5 separate regions of the Zea mays genome follow, and regions 2, 3, 4 and 5 are each linked to region 1. A link is a contact called in public Hi-C data. All regions are on one chromosome and are shown on one strand. The core of a region is the stretch at or near the end of the contact, and the rest is flanking DNA. Distances in the headings are between cores, read along the strand shown.

The links. Hi-C and Micro-C count contacts between places; a contact is called where the count stands out from the background.
Region 2: a Hi-C map of leaf shows a contact between it and region 1, with 8 times the contacts expected there. The contact joins the promoter of LOC100278496 here to the promoter of opr7 in region 1. A contact is called at or near these places in 3 of 25 Hi-C or Micro-C datasets (ear, leaf and tassel).
Region 3: a Hi-C map of ear shows a contact between it and region 1, with 2.3 times the contacts expected there. The contact joins the enhancer-like site here to the promoter of opr7 in region 1. A contact is called at or near these places in 3 of 25 Hi-C or Micro-C datasets (ear, leaf and tassel).
Region 4: a Hi-C map of ear shows a contact between it and region 1, with 2.0 times the contacts expected there. The contact joins the promoter of LOC103643234 here to the promoter of opr7 in region 1. A contact is called at or near these places in 3 of 25 Hi-C or Micro-C datasets (ear, leaf and tassel).
Region 5: a contact with region 1 is called in a Hi-C map of tassel, with 2.6 times the contacts expected there. The contact joins the enhancer-like site here to the promoter of opr7 in region 1. A contact is called at or near these places in 2 of 25 Hi-C or Micro-C datasets (ear and tassel).

What each region holds. Positions count from the first base shown.
Region 1 is chr1:212,565,755-212,568,454 of Zm-B73-REFERENCE-NAM-5.0, reverse strand. opr7 (12-oxophytodienoate reductase7) reads left to right here and starts at 1,305. Exons shown (of 5, transcript NM_001112440.1): 1 at 1,305-1,641; 2 at 1,743-1,883. The coding sequence starts at 1,538.
Region 2 is chr1:212,726,730-212,729,429 of Zm-B73-REFERENCE-NAM-5.0, reverse strand. It overlaps LOC100278496 (ferredoxin-related), which reads right to left and starts at 1,276. Exons shown (of 2, transcript NM_001195949.2): 1 at 976-1,276. The coding sequence starts at 1,078.
Region 3 is chr1:212,406,062-212,408,761 of Zm-B73-REFERENCE-NAM-5.0, reverse strand. No RefSeq gene overlaps it. Among protein-coding and RNA genes, the nearest start is that of LOC118476116, 40 kb to the right of the region's middle. Within about 2 kb of position 1,306, at least 13 of the 20 cell types and tissues checked have an H3K27ac peak or open chromatin away from gene starts, as enhancers often do. A contact at or near this core is called in ear, leaf and tassel, where this site is marked.
Region 4 is chr1:212,779,103-212,781,802 of Zm-B73-REFERENCE-NAM-5.0, reverse strand. It overlaps LOC103643234, which reads right to left and starts at 1,383. Exons shown (of 6, transcript XR_560904.4): 1 at 1-1,383.
Region 5 is chr1:212,379,046-212,381,745 of Zm-B73-REFERENCE-NAM-5.0, reverse strand. No RefSeq gene overlaps it. Among protein-coding and RNA genes, the nearest start is that of LOC118476116, 13 kb to the right of the region's middle. Within about 2 kb of position 1,420, at least 15 of the 20 cell types and tissues checked have an H3K27ac peak or open chromatin away from gene starts, as enhancers often do. A contact at or near this core is called in ear and tassel, where this site is marked.

The sequences.
Region 1 (2,700 bases), core at 56-2,555:
TATCGATGACGAGAAGAAGCTTGGCGACTGTCAGTTCGACCTCTAGAAGCAGTCCTACGTGGTCGCATGCGCCGCTGTGTACGACAAGCTCCCGCGAAGCCACCACTTGGACGCGGTCCAGAGCAGCTGCACCGCGCTGTCCATCGTTAAGCAGGGGGGCCTCATGGTTGTCGCCAACATTGACGACTCTCGGGTTGTTCTGGACACCGCATCCGACGACGACGTCATCACGTCGTCTAGCTCATCGTCCACCTAAAGCCCAACCTACCACGTAAGTCGCTACTGAACGGACATGAATTCTTGTGCGCTGGGACGATGGACGTTGCTGACGTTGTGTCATTGTGTGAGTGTCCTCGAACATGATGTATGTTGTGGAGTCGCTGATGAGCCCGGGGTGCACTTCGTTTGGTAGCCCAACCAAGAGTCATCGGTACTCGTCATGTCGCGCGCGTTCGACGACTACTATATCGAGGATTGTGGCGTCATCTTAGCGTCGGAGGTGACGTAGAGGAGGATCGACAACAGTGACCAGTTCGTCATCCTTGCCACCGTCAGAGTAGCTTTTGTGCCGACCTGCCTTTAATTCTCTTCGCAAACACACACACTTACCTTTTTGTTTAAGCAAGAGCGTATGGTGGTGCGTGTCTGATGACTAACGATGTACGAGGAAATTTCTTACAGCATGTGTGGAACGTGTTCTCCAATGATGAGACCATACAAATCGTAGCATATATCGAAGTCTGCATGATACTGATGGTTGCAATGTAGTAGTGAAACAACTAGATTAAAATAACAAAATTTATGTATGGCCAGGATCACAAATTGATTATGAAACATTTTCTCATAATAATATAACATACATTTTATATATAAGTTATCGTAGTATACTGATATTATATATTACCGTTGCAATGCACGGACACTCAGCTAGTCAGTTTTAAGGCTTTCAGGACGTGAATGGAAGATTGGTTTTTGAGAAATAGGTGCTGCATGACTACGCATGCAACCGGCTGTGCTCGTGGTTTAGGTGTTGGTCGGTTCGTGTGTGGTTCACGGTCTACATGTATTCGAATTGGATACTGGTAAATATTACTCATTATATATTTATTTTCATATTTTATCTTCGATTTGGATTAGATACAAATACTATTAAGTTGACATATTAAATTTCTAATTTTGAGAATACAGATACGCTGCACCAGTCACCGCCCACGCGACACACATGCTCAAAATCGAGACGGCGACTTAAGTAGTTCAGTACTTCACCCGCCAAGGCAGATATAGCACTCGCTGCTCGCCTTGGTCCCAACTACCCGCTCCCTGTCCAGCGTCCAGCGTGCAACCAACACCTCCCACGAGTCCGCGACGCGTCAGCGTCACCGTCCGTCGTCGCAAACGAGCCCAGTGGCGATTCGCTTTCGAACCGCACTCGCCCTCCTCCGTTCTCTTCTCTCCCTCCTCCTATAGTTGGCTTCTCGCAACCCTCTGCTTTCGATCAGCTTTCTCCGCTCCCCATTTCCCTCTCCAACTCCAATCCATGGCCTCCACGGATCGCTCCACGCCGGCGGAGGACGAGCAACAGCAGAAGCGCCCGTCTCTCTTCTCGCCGTACCAGATGCCCCGCTTCCGCCTCGCCCACCGGTGAGCCTCCATCGCGTCCGCCCCTCCCCCTGATTCTTCGCTGGGATCGATTTGGCCTGGCGCGAGCTCCGCGTGATGTGTGTCTGTGTGAACGCGCGCAGGGTGGTGCTGGCGCCGATGACCAGGTGCAGGGCGCCCGACGCGGTCCCAGGCCCCGCGCTCGCGGAGTACTACGCGCAGCGGTCCACGGACGGCGGCTTGCTCATCTCCGAGGGCACCATCATCTCGCCGTCCGGCCCTGGGTAATCATCTCCGCTCCGTTTTGCTACCGCTTCCGGCCATCGATCCACGTTTCTGGTGTCTCCCCTTTTGATCTCTCTTTCGTCATGTGAGGCATGAGCGCAGCCTTGGGCGGAGAGATTCGCGCTAGATCTGATGGTCTGGTGGAGACATGGTCCTCTTGACTGCGACTGGTGGGCGTGGGTTGGTGTCAATTATCAATGACATGCGACGACAAAAACGGGACGGATATTAAAATGTGGAATAGAATATGATATATGGGAACCGCAATATTATAGTAGTACTGGTACTGTATGACTATTTATCGTGTGGGTTTGGTAATGGTATACTTCGATTAGTATGCTAGAGTCAGTGCTGATTCAGTGGCCTGAACAGAATGGATCTGTCGACATGCTGTTCAAATGCTGCAGTAGAAGTAGAAAAAATAGAGAAACTGTGGACGCCTTCTCCTCACCCGGGCCATTTGAAGAGGGAATGCTGGGTGTGTAAATACATGAGTTCTCATGGATCATACCTACTGCACATGGAGATCTGGAGCGATCATACTTATCTGCTTCAAATAAAGTTGTTTAATCTACCTTAGGTGCTTAGTTACTGAATGATGGTCTGGTTTCGCAAATTACTTTCTCTCTGAATCAAGCAAGAGCTGACAAAAGTTCTACACAAAATAGTGAGATGAATCGAGGTATCCCTCGGCTACTGAATCTAATAGGAACGCATCGCAACAGAAGAGTCAGAAGGGGATCAGTATGATCCTTTCCCCTACACATTCTGTTCTGTAACACAAAAGTGTGATCGTGTTATGGAGCTTAAAGCATT
Region 2 (2,700 bases), core at 27-2,526, 160 kb before region 1:
TGAAAAAGGCAGATAATTCAAGCACCATGTTGTAAAAAAAAAGAATAATACGAATTTCAAGGTTCAAGAGAAAGTGAAGGTGCAAATGCATCCTAGTCTCCTAGATAGATAGAATCACAAGAATGCAGAAACCAACAAATACAGTAGATATTTAAGTGAACACATTGGAGTGCTAGGCCACAAATTTACTGGGGTTCTCTTTAATTAAGCACCACAACACCTCTCTGTTTTTTTTTCTTCAAGAGTCAACATTGATAATTTATTGGTGATGTTTCTAAAAAAACACACTCCCATGGCTAATATCCTATTTCAAGAGTCAACAGCTGATACCTTGAGCGTACTATTAAATAATAAAATGCTCCACGTATGCAACATAAGTAAACATTGTAGATTATGCTATTGCCATCAAATCAACGAAGCGAAATTTCCACGTTTAGATCTCCCAAACACAAACGTCAGTAAGCCTGCAGAGGATCTGCTTCAAGACAGAGATCGAAATTGGAGAACTGACTGACCAACCCCTTACTGGACGTTCTTACAATTTGGCCTACCAGATACGCAGCTAATCTGAGGCCCCGTCCCTCAGACTTGGTAAAGTTTATGCGAATTCTAACAATTGAAGCAGACCACCATTCCAGTAGTTTTTGCATACAAACACACGGCAGAGCAAGAAGCGACAATCATCGCTAGGACAAGAAATAGCTCAGCGAACACTAATAACTGTTGGATCGACCCCAATGGCGTAGCCGCGTAGGACCACAAGGCGCCCGCGACGAGATCCCAAACCGAGCTACCCCATGCAAAGCACCCAGATCCGGTCACTGGTCCAGCAAACAGAAGACGCCCAGTTGTAGACTGATTGGACCAACGGTGCGCGCGTACGCAGGCAGGAACGAACGCTAGGAACGCAGCAGGCGACAGCAACCAATGCAATGCAAGGAACGAAAGCGGGGAGGTAGCAGGAGCAGTACGTACTCTGGCTGTCGGCGGCCGTGACCGTGAGCACCAGGAGCGCAGACAGCAGCAGGGCGCCCAGCACCAGCAGCGGCCGTGCCCGTGCCCCTGCGAACACCGCCATCCGATGATCCCTTTGCGCCCGGCCCCGACGCGCGCGGGCTTGGGACAATTTTGGATCTTGCCGGAGCTCCTGCTCGCGCGTGTGCGCGTGTGCGTGCGTGAGCTCGGCTGGGAGTGTGGGAGCAGGAGTAGCTCTTCTTCTCTTCTCCCGGTCGACCCGCTGCGACTGCGAGCTCGCTTTCTTTTATGGCTGTTTTCGTGTGCACCTGATCCGCGGCTCTCTCGCCGCATGTCTATAGATGGCCAAAAAGCACGAGGCCCGTGAGCCCGGCACGAAGCCCGCTTTTTAGGCCCGGTCCGAACCCGGCACGGTAGAATAAGCGGGCGGGCTTGGACAGGAAACTAGGCACGGCGGGCTAGCCCGGCACGGCCCGTTTACCTCTAAGCCCGTTAAGCCCGGTTTTTTTACACTAAAACGTGCTTACCGGCCCGTTTAGCCCGCTTTTCGGCCCGTTTTTTCGTGCTAAACGGGCCGACCCGGCCCGTTTAGGCCCGCTGCGGGCCGGGCTTGGACAGAAACTTGAGCACGATGGCACAGCAGGCCCGGCCCGGTTTTTGGCCGGGCTTCACCGGGCCCGGGCCGGGCCGGGCCGGGCGGCCCGTTTGGCCATCTCTACGCATGTCTCTTGTGTGTCAGCCGTGCGATTGCCGTTGGCGTGGACTGGCCAAAGTGCCCCTGCCGACTATTTCCGGTTCGAAGCTCCATCGGCAAGCAAAAAGGGATAGCAGCCAATAGAGATGGCCAAACGGCCCGGCCCGGCCCGGACCCGGGCCCGGTGAAGCCCGGCTCGTCAGGCACAATTATAAAACCAGGCCGGGCCGTCTAAGCACGCGAGCTCAATTTTCTGTCCGAGACCGGCCCGCAACGGGCCTAAACGGGCTATACGGGCTGAAAAGTACGTTTTAGTGTAAAAAAGCGGGCTTAACAGGCTTAGAGGTAAACAGACCGTGCCGTGCTAGCCCGCCGTGCCTAATTTCTTGTCCGAGCCTGGCCCGCTTATTTGTGTCGGGCCAGCCCGGGCCCGCATAGAACCGGACCGTGCCGGACTTGGACCGGGCCCAAACACGGGCTTCGTGCCGGGCTCGCGAGCCTCGTGCTTATTGGCCATCTATAGTAGCCAACAACTATGGCCAAAGTGTACCGTTATTTTTTTTTAAAAAAAATTAACCACTCATTTTATTCAAAAGATAATGAGTTATCATTTATTTATTTGTTTGTTTTATTATTTAAGGTTGTTTGTGTTTGACTTAAATTTTTACATTTTAAATAAATATTTTAAATAAGACGATGGTTAAAGTTTTTGAAAAAAAATTAAACGGCGTCATATATTTGTCAAGAGAGGTAACGCTTGTTTGGACTGAGGAAGCACGTAGAAAGGAAAGGGAGGAAAAGTTGTACCAGTGAGTAAAAATGTCTAATAATTAATAGTTAAACCGTTAAAGTGAAATATAGGAGTAAGTGGCAGCATTGACTTAGCTAGTACTATATAGTATTTAAACAGATCTTGAACTGCCTCTACCCGCTGTCGGTGCGGTCGTTCATAATGATCTATAATTAGTGTTAAACAGATAGGGTAGTATTTAAGTGCACCTTTTTTTTGGTAATCATGGCCTCAACAAACC
Region 3 (2,700 bases), core at 57-2,556, 160 kb after region 1:
CCTGTCAGCAGGGTGGACAGGCGGCGTGTCCTTTCCGCAATAAATGCAGAGACCGCGCGGCACAGAGGTCTTACGTCAGGCTCCGCCCGCTGGCTTACGTCACGGGCAACAAGCCACGTGGCAGCATTGGGTCTCCGCCTGAGCGGGGAGCGCAAGCGCACAGGATAAAGCCTGGACACGTGTCAGTACCGGACCCTTGCTTAGGCCAGGGTATCCCCTGTCCCGGGACCCTGCTTTGGGTGGCCCGGATCCCGCTCAGAGGGGTCCAGACCTCACCCAAGGGGTCCGGCTTGCTTGCATGGGAGCCCTGGACCATACTCGGAGATCTGGGTCGTGAGTGCAGGGGTCCGGCGCTTTCTCAAGGAGGTCCGGACCTACTGATGGTATCCTGGAGTATACCACCTTTTCCAGCCATGCGGCGGCCCCGGAGCTGCCCATGCGGAAAGGTTGGGTGCTGTTTACCGCGCGACTAGAGATAGTTGCGCGGGCACCGTGTTTTTAATGTTGTAGTAAGGGGTGCCCCTGATTCAGGGTACCGACAGTCCCATTTATATGGGTATATGGATTGAGTCGTATCTTAGACCTAAAGAATCATGTCAAAAGTGTTCCTTCACCCAGATATGTCTCTTGTGTGTGTGTTTGCACTTACTCACTTATATAGCCTTTAAAATACGGGTCATTTATGTAGGTTGTACATGTACTTAAGGCCTTGTTTGGTTACATAAGATTGGAGGAGATTGAGGGTATTGAATCTTTCCTATTCAATTTTGACTAGCAATGAATTTAATCTCTCCAATCTTATTAGCAATGAATTTAATCTCTCCAATCTTATTAAATCTACTTCTAACCAAACAAGCCCGAAAGGTAGGAGGGGGCATCTCTTTAATCATATTATTCTTCACTATGGTTCCTTGTAAGAGCTTTGATAAGCCCTAACACAGTTACAGGTAAATAACGTGTTTGTTCCTATCCTTCTCCGCCCGACCTTTCGCTTATAGGGTTTTACACGCAGTCGGCTCGGAGGCCTAACCGCGCGGCAATGACAGTGCACTGACCTGTGTGCCGTCGGGTACGCCCAAGACCAACAACCGGAAGCACGCAGACATGCTTCCGGTTGAGAAGACCATCGTTGAGAAGACGGAATTTCACACTCCTGGTCAACCGTTGTTGAATTCTCTTGGCTTTCTCGGTCCAGCGCGCGCGGCAAAGTTTTGTTTGAATGCCGTCACGTTAGTTTATGGGCTGTAACAGCTTTGGTTTGGTGATTGATCATCTCCAAACCTCGGGCGGGCTACATACCTAATAATAGCCTTCATTTCTTCAGCCCATGATTCTTCTACGCGTACTGTTAGGACCATGGCCCAATAAGGCAAGCAATTGTGGCCTACTTAGCAATAGAAAATGTCAATCTACCTCTTTCAACTATCAGAAAAGTCAGTTTTTCCTACTTCGACCCTACAGCCACAAACAGGTGCTATCTCACCTCTTAGAACCGGAAACTTTTTTAAAATTTTATGTTTATTTTGGTCAATTTTTAAATATATATATATATAATAATTCATAAAAAATATAAAACAAAACAAATCAGTTGTGTTGAACTCCATTTGAATAAATCTATACAGTGAATATATGATATGATATAATTTTAGTACAGAATTTTATTGTAATTTTAGATCTATTCTTTTTTTGCAATTAATTCATAGTTTATCTAATTATGAGCAAATTTTTAAGGTGGGTTAATCGTTGCATATTTGAACTGTAGTAAAAATCTCAAGCTTGATGGATTATATATATGACCGAGTTATAGATTTATCTAGGTTTATATATTGATTTATCTATGTTTATATAGACAAGGCCATAACTTGGTCATACTGCATGACCCAAGATTAGCCCATCCTAAAATTTTTGACTATATAAAAAGGAGGACAGAATCTAAACTATAGATTATTTACAAAAAAAAATAAACGTAAAGATATAATAAAAACTTTGTATTGAAGTATACCATACCATATGTTCATTATTGTGTGTATATATACTCATGTGTGGAATATATGATTGAGTTATAGATTTAACTTCATTTAAAAAATATATAACAAATATAAATCTAAATAAATCTGCAACTCAAATCATGCATGATCCAATAAGCATGATATTTTTTTACTATAGCTGAAGAATGCAATGACTGTCTTATTTTAAATATTTCAGCGTAATTGGATTGGATCCAATAAGCTGATGGGGGGGAACCGTCGCGCCCCCAGATAAAGGCGAGCGGGGACCGTGCAGTGCAGACGCTTTTGCGAGATTCTGCCCTTGCCCAGCGCCGTTTTGGCTTTCGCGTATCGTATCTCTGGAAAAGCTCGAGGAGGCCAAAGAGGCAGGGCGATTCTGCCGCGACCAATGGAAGCACCGCCGCTGTGTTGTTTAGGTTATCTTACAGGAAAGCAAAAGTTGACGTCGCCCATGGGTGTTTATATATCAACAGTACTTGTGTTGGGTTTATCAACACCAGTCGTAGTAGTGCCCTCAACGTACTTGTATGACCTCTACCCGGAAAAAAGAATATATTGATATTTATGACGTCGAATAAGTGTTTATATATTACAAAAATGATGATAAACAATTTTTATGTTTATGTCTCATAAAAACTTTAAAATCCCATGTAGGAACTTGGATTGACGGACTAGTTTGACAAATGACAAT
Region 4 (2,700 bases), core at 134-2,633, 210 kb before region 1:
TATGCTCATCTTTATCTGCTTTAAAGAAAGCAAATTCAGGAGCCAACCTGATAGCTCTCTCTTTTGCTTTTTGTCTGCGATATGACACCATAGAAGCAGAAACTGATCCTGGATTAACCTGAGTCTCTTTGGAATGCACTGGATCCAAATCTGGCTCGTCCTCACTGGAGACCAGAGATGATAAAGTATCTTCTGCAACCATCTTTCCCTTTCCTTTGCTGTATGGATTGAATTTGCGGGGACTGGTACCAACTGCAGAGCCCACATTAGCATCAGCACGAGAACTGTTATTCTCCAAAACAAGCTTCCCGTTCACTTTGCTTCCCTTTCTAGAACTGTAATGGCTCGAGACATACATATCTGCAGAGATTCTTGCTTCAAAACTTGAAGCACTTCCTGAAGGATATACTGATTGCTCAACCACCCCAACATTTGTCGTCCCTAGCAGATTATGCGTCTGCAAAGACTCCACGTCGCTTGCATTGGCAGGATCATCCAGACTCCCATTTTCAGTCATATCCACAGCAATAGGATTCAGTTCGGTCCCACTTGGACCCAGCATCATGCAATCCTCATCAGAATCACTCTCTGTATCAGACATATACACTGTCTCCACTCCTCCGACCAATACGGTCCTGCACCGCTTCGACGGCGTCCCCACGTCCCGGTGCAGCATTTCGTCAGGCACCTGGCCTCGACCAGCCGACCCGATCCCCACCTCCCCGCCCGCCTGAGGGCTCGCCTCCGCCCGCCGCTTCACGATACGAGACCGGGTCGTGAACGGCACCGCACTGCCATAACGCTCGCCGCTCGCCAAAGCCGTATCCGCCCCCGACCCGCTGTCATCGCTACTAGAGTTCCCGGCCCTAGGCGAGACGGTGGTAGCAAGGGAGGAGGCGGAGACTCGAGCATGGGCCCTCCTCGCCCCCTTCTCGCCCCTGCCCGACACGGAGAGAGTGTTTCGACTACCCGCGAGGCGCAGGCTGCGTCGGGGAGGCGCGGCGGCGGGTGGGCTGAGGTTGGGGGATCTGGCGCCGCGGTCGTCATCGGGGGAGGCGGGGCCGAGGCCGAGGCGGAGGGCGGCGCCCGCGAGGAGCAGGCTGTGTCGGGGAGGCGCAGCGGCGGGTTGCTTGAGGTCGAGGGATCCGACGCCGAGGTCGTTGTCGGGGGACGCGGGGCCGATACCGAGGTGGAGAGAGGTGGACGGGGACGGCGCGGGGGTGCGTTGCCGGGCACCGGCCGGCGACGGCGGGGATGCCGCCTTGTCGCGTGAACGGGGGCGGGGCATCGCAGAAGTCGTGACGGCGCAAACGCACAAGGGAGGGAAGCGTGACGGTGCAAACGCACGAGGGAGGGAAGCGTGATGGCGCGAGGGGTTTGGTTTGGCCGCGCGACTGCGCGGGGAGAAAGTTTTTGTAAGGGCACGGAAGGGGAGGACAGGAGGCTTGCAGGACCGGGCGTAGATGTTAACGGGAATTCCCCCATCGGATTATAGCATCTCATACTCATCCTCATTATGTTTGATCCATCCTTATATCCATCTTCATACCCATCATGAGTGCAAAACTCATCTCATACTCATCTCTATTCGGGTTTCGGGTCCCCAATGGGTTCACATCCCCAATTAAGAGATAACTAGGTACTAACAGATAGCACAAACAATCTAGATTTCAGACATCACCACATCGGAAAGCACTTATCCATGAACCATGATCCATTCATCCATCCATCAGAAAAGAAATAAGTACTTCGGGACTGATAGAAGAAATGGAGTTTGCTCACCTTCATTGGTCACCATCTGAGTTCGTTGCCGCCTGAGAATCCATGGTCGTCATCGTCGTCTAGGCAGGGCGTAGCATATGACTGATTATTTTAGAGTTTTGTGTTTTGCTAGTCTGCTAATTGCCTTGTCGTGTTGCCTTATTAGGCTAGGACCTGGGGCATGGTGCGCTGTCGTGCTGGGCTTGGTGGTTGGGTCGGCCTCACCTCATTCATACAAACACGACAGGTGTACATGTATGAAATACACATGGGTAATCGGGTTCGGATTATTGCTTCCCAAACCCATACCCGTTTTATCCAATGAGTGGAGATTTTGTCTCATATCCATACTCATGGGTACAATTTTTGTCTCATACTCGTACCCTAATAGGGGAATTCCCCACGGGTTGACGGGTATCGGGTCCCTATTGACACCTCTAACCGGGCGGTGTGCTCCCCGTTTTTAAGGGAAAAACAGGAGCCGGGACGAGGGAGGCGTCGTACGGTCGTTGTGTGGCATCGGGTCGTGGCCTCGGGGAGCGGAGAACCAAAGAAATGGTTTTGCTAGGTTGACTTTTTCAGCGGAAGCAGACACCCCAGTCGCCGGCGCGGCGAGGGTACCACGGGGCAGCTGTGTCTCTTGTGTGCTGTTGTGCACTTGGTTCTCCTTTGATCTCTTTCGTTAGATGCGCTAGCGGAATCGTGTGCCCTTTTCTCTGCATCCTCCAGGTTAGGCTTTAGGGGCGTTTGAATTGAAAGGGAAATAGGCTTACACTTTTTCCTTAATTGATTTTGGTGGTTGAATTGCCCAACACAAATAATTGGACTAACTAGTTTGTTCTAGATTATAAGTTTTGCAGGTGCCAAAGGTTCACAATAAGCCAATAAAAAGACCAAGAAAGGGTTCAAATAAAGAGAGCAAAAGACATCCCAAATGGC
Region 5 (2,700 bases), core at 171-2,670, 190 kb after region 1:
TAGTTTTCAGATTCTAATCTCTGCATTCTAAACTATTCCATCCATATTCTAAATCATAGATTTTTTTAGTTTTCAGATTTATTACTTATATATATATATATCAAAATATAGTGTATGCCTAAATATATATAAGAAAGATATGTGTATAAAAAGTTAAAATATTTTACAATTTAAACGAAGATAGAAAAGCTAGAATGATTTACAATTTCAATGCAAATAGAGTAGTAAACTAAACCCAGAAGCAAAACACTGCGTGGCAACAAAAGAACGCAGTATCACGAGAAAGGAGGGGGGGCACGTAGAACGGTAGAAAGCCCAAGAATAGGGCGCCGCGTCGGCGTCTTTGACTTGGGAAGGGAAATGCTACAAGTAGCTTTCTAAGCGAAGAGAGAGAATCGCCTCTGCGCGCGCGACGCGAGCAAGAGCAACTTTGAACGCCCGCCCAAAAGAAGCCTATCGATCTACGTCGTGCAGCGCAAAGCGGGATCTGGCAGTGCTAGACTAGATTCGATGCACGCGTCTCCATCTCCCGCTCTCTATCTCTCCGCTTTGATCTGTTCTTTTTTTTTTCATGGCGCGCGGGCCGGCCCGGGTGCGTGGGCTGGAGTATGAGCGTGCAGCGTACGTGCCTGCCTGCCTGCATGCCGACCGATAAAACTATGACCAAAACGAACGATGAGGGGAATCAAATCTTCTCGATCGGATTGCCGTGCTAGCTAGCTGTTATCCTGCCAAGGGCTATCAATCTAGAGAGCAGCTCGCTAAATAAGAGTGCATAATATATATATATATATATATATATATATATATATATATATATATATATATATATATATATATATATATATATATATATATATATATATATATATAATAGCTTAACGGCTGTTGAATACTCCTCCTGCACTGGCACTGCACGGTCAGCAGAATCTATCGGCCTTAAAGTGCGTATACGTTGCGAGCTAAAGCGATGCCGCCCGCCCGTCGTCAGTGTCGTCAGTGCCATCGTCCATGCATCGTCGACCCCAGCTGCCTGCATGCAAGCGTGCGTGCGTGTGGCTGCATGTTCGCGCCCTCGAGAGCAAGTTAGTAATAAAAAGCGGAGCGAGGCGAATCTCCTCGGCAGGCGCAGGGCATTGCTCGGCGATTTGGAGATTTGTAGATCAAGCTACCTGGGGCCCGCGCTAGCTTTCCTCAAATCAGAAAGCTTTGATTCCAGCCGAACTGGCAGCTCTCCGTGCGAAAGAGCTTGGACGTGTTGTGCAGTGATGATGGCGGGCGGAGGGCGAACGCCCGGCCGAGCGGTCCGCATGCAGCTCAGGGACGCCGCCGTCGTCGTCGCCTGCAGATCTCAGGCTCGGTCTCTGCCTCTCGGATGGGGCTGCTCTGGACTGGGCTCGGAGGACAGGCCAGGTTTGGGTTGCAATATAATGAGATGTTGGGCTAGCTGGGCCTATGCGTCGTATCCATATGCCCAAAGTCTGCGCTATTTCTCCTCCAACTGCCGGATCAGACGTCTTTACCCGCCCGACCCCGAAGCCTCAAAATTAATTGCCCAAATTGCTTCCCCACCTTGGGTTCAAGTGTGCTATGAATTTCAGAGGGATTTGAGGTTTATGGTTGACTAGATGATCAACTTGCATATGCCATACATATTATCCATTTATCCAATTCATCTTTGACAACGAAGGCGAAGGTCATGCGGGTTTGTGTCAATAGATCGTGAGCGACAGATGGTGAACGTTGAGCCTTGATCGAGGGACCGGAGAAGCTGGATGACTAGCCATGGCGACTAACACCTAGGAACACTGATAGGCGCAAGGACGTGGAGGCGCGGATGGTCGTGGATTGGCGGGACACGTGTCTAGGACATAAGGGATGCGTATGGGGTACGCTACTCATGGAGGTTTCAGTGGTTGAGCCTCAAAACCACTCCGCTTTATAGTTCGCTAGTTTCGTCGGGTTTGGGCCTCAAAATCCGGTGGTGCGGTTCCGACAAGAATCAGAGGTAGCACGTGGAGTCATCACGAAGAGTGTGTCGAGGCAAAGCAACTTCGTGAAGAGCGCGTGGCTGTCAGATGCATATTTTAGGAGTTGGTCCATTTTACCCCAGCTAAGTGGATAAGCTTTATGTAACTAGGGATAGTTTGGTCTAGTAGAATAACCCTCTATAAATAGGAGGGAGGGCTAGTTGTTTCAGTCATCTTTGGGCATTTGGGCATTTAATTTCAAACTCTTGTTTTCTATTCCCTAGTTTTGTATTAGCTCTAGCCCGGACATCTAGGTACTTTGAACTTCCACATCTGCACACATGCATGAGTTTTTTTTAAGGAAGTGTGGTCATAACCACATGGTGCTAGTGTGCTTTCGTCGTTTATCTCTAATCCGATCTCGATGAGTTTTTGATTCATTTTCTCACTTCTCATCCCCTCTTGTGGTTTTTTTGTGAGAATCTCTATTTTCTTGTGTTTTGGGATTGCTTTTGGGATACTTCCTGGTTTGAGAACTTCTCTCGGATCTTTGCTGTATCTGATTTGAGCACATCACACTCGTGGGCTAGTTCCAAACTGGTTTGATCAAGTCTGCAAAACCCAACGAAACCCCATTCAGAGTTGAGATTTTAAATCTTTTTGTGAAGTTTTGATCGGTTCCTGTTCAATCTTCACGAAACATCTTCTCTCCTCTGCGCTTGTTGCTGGT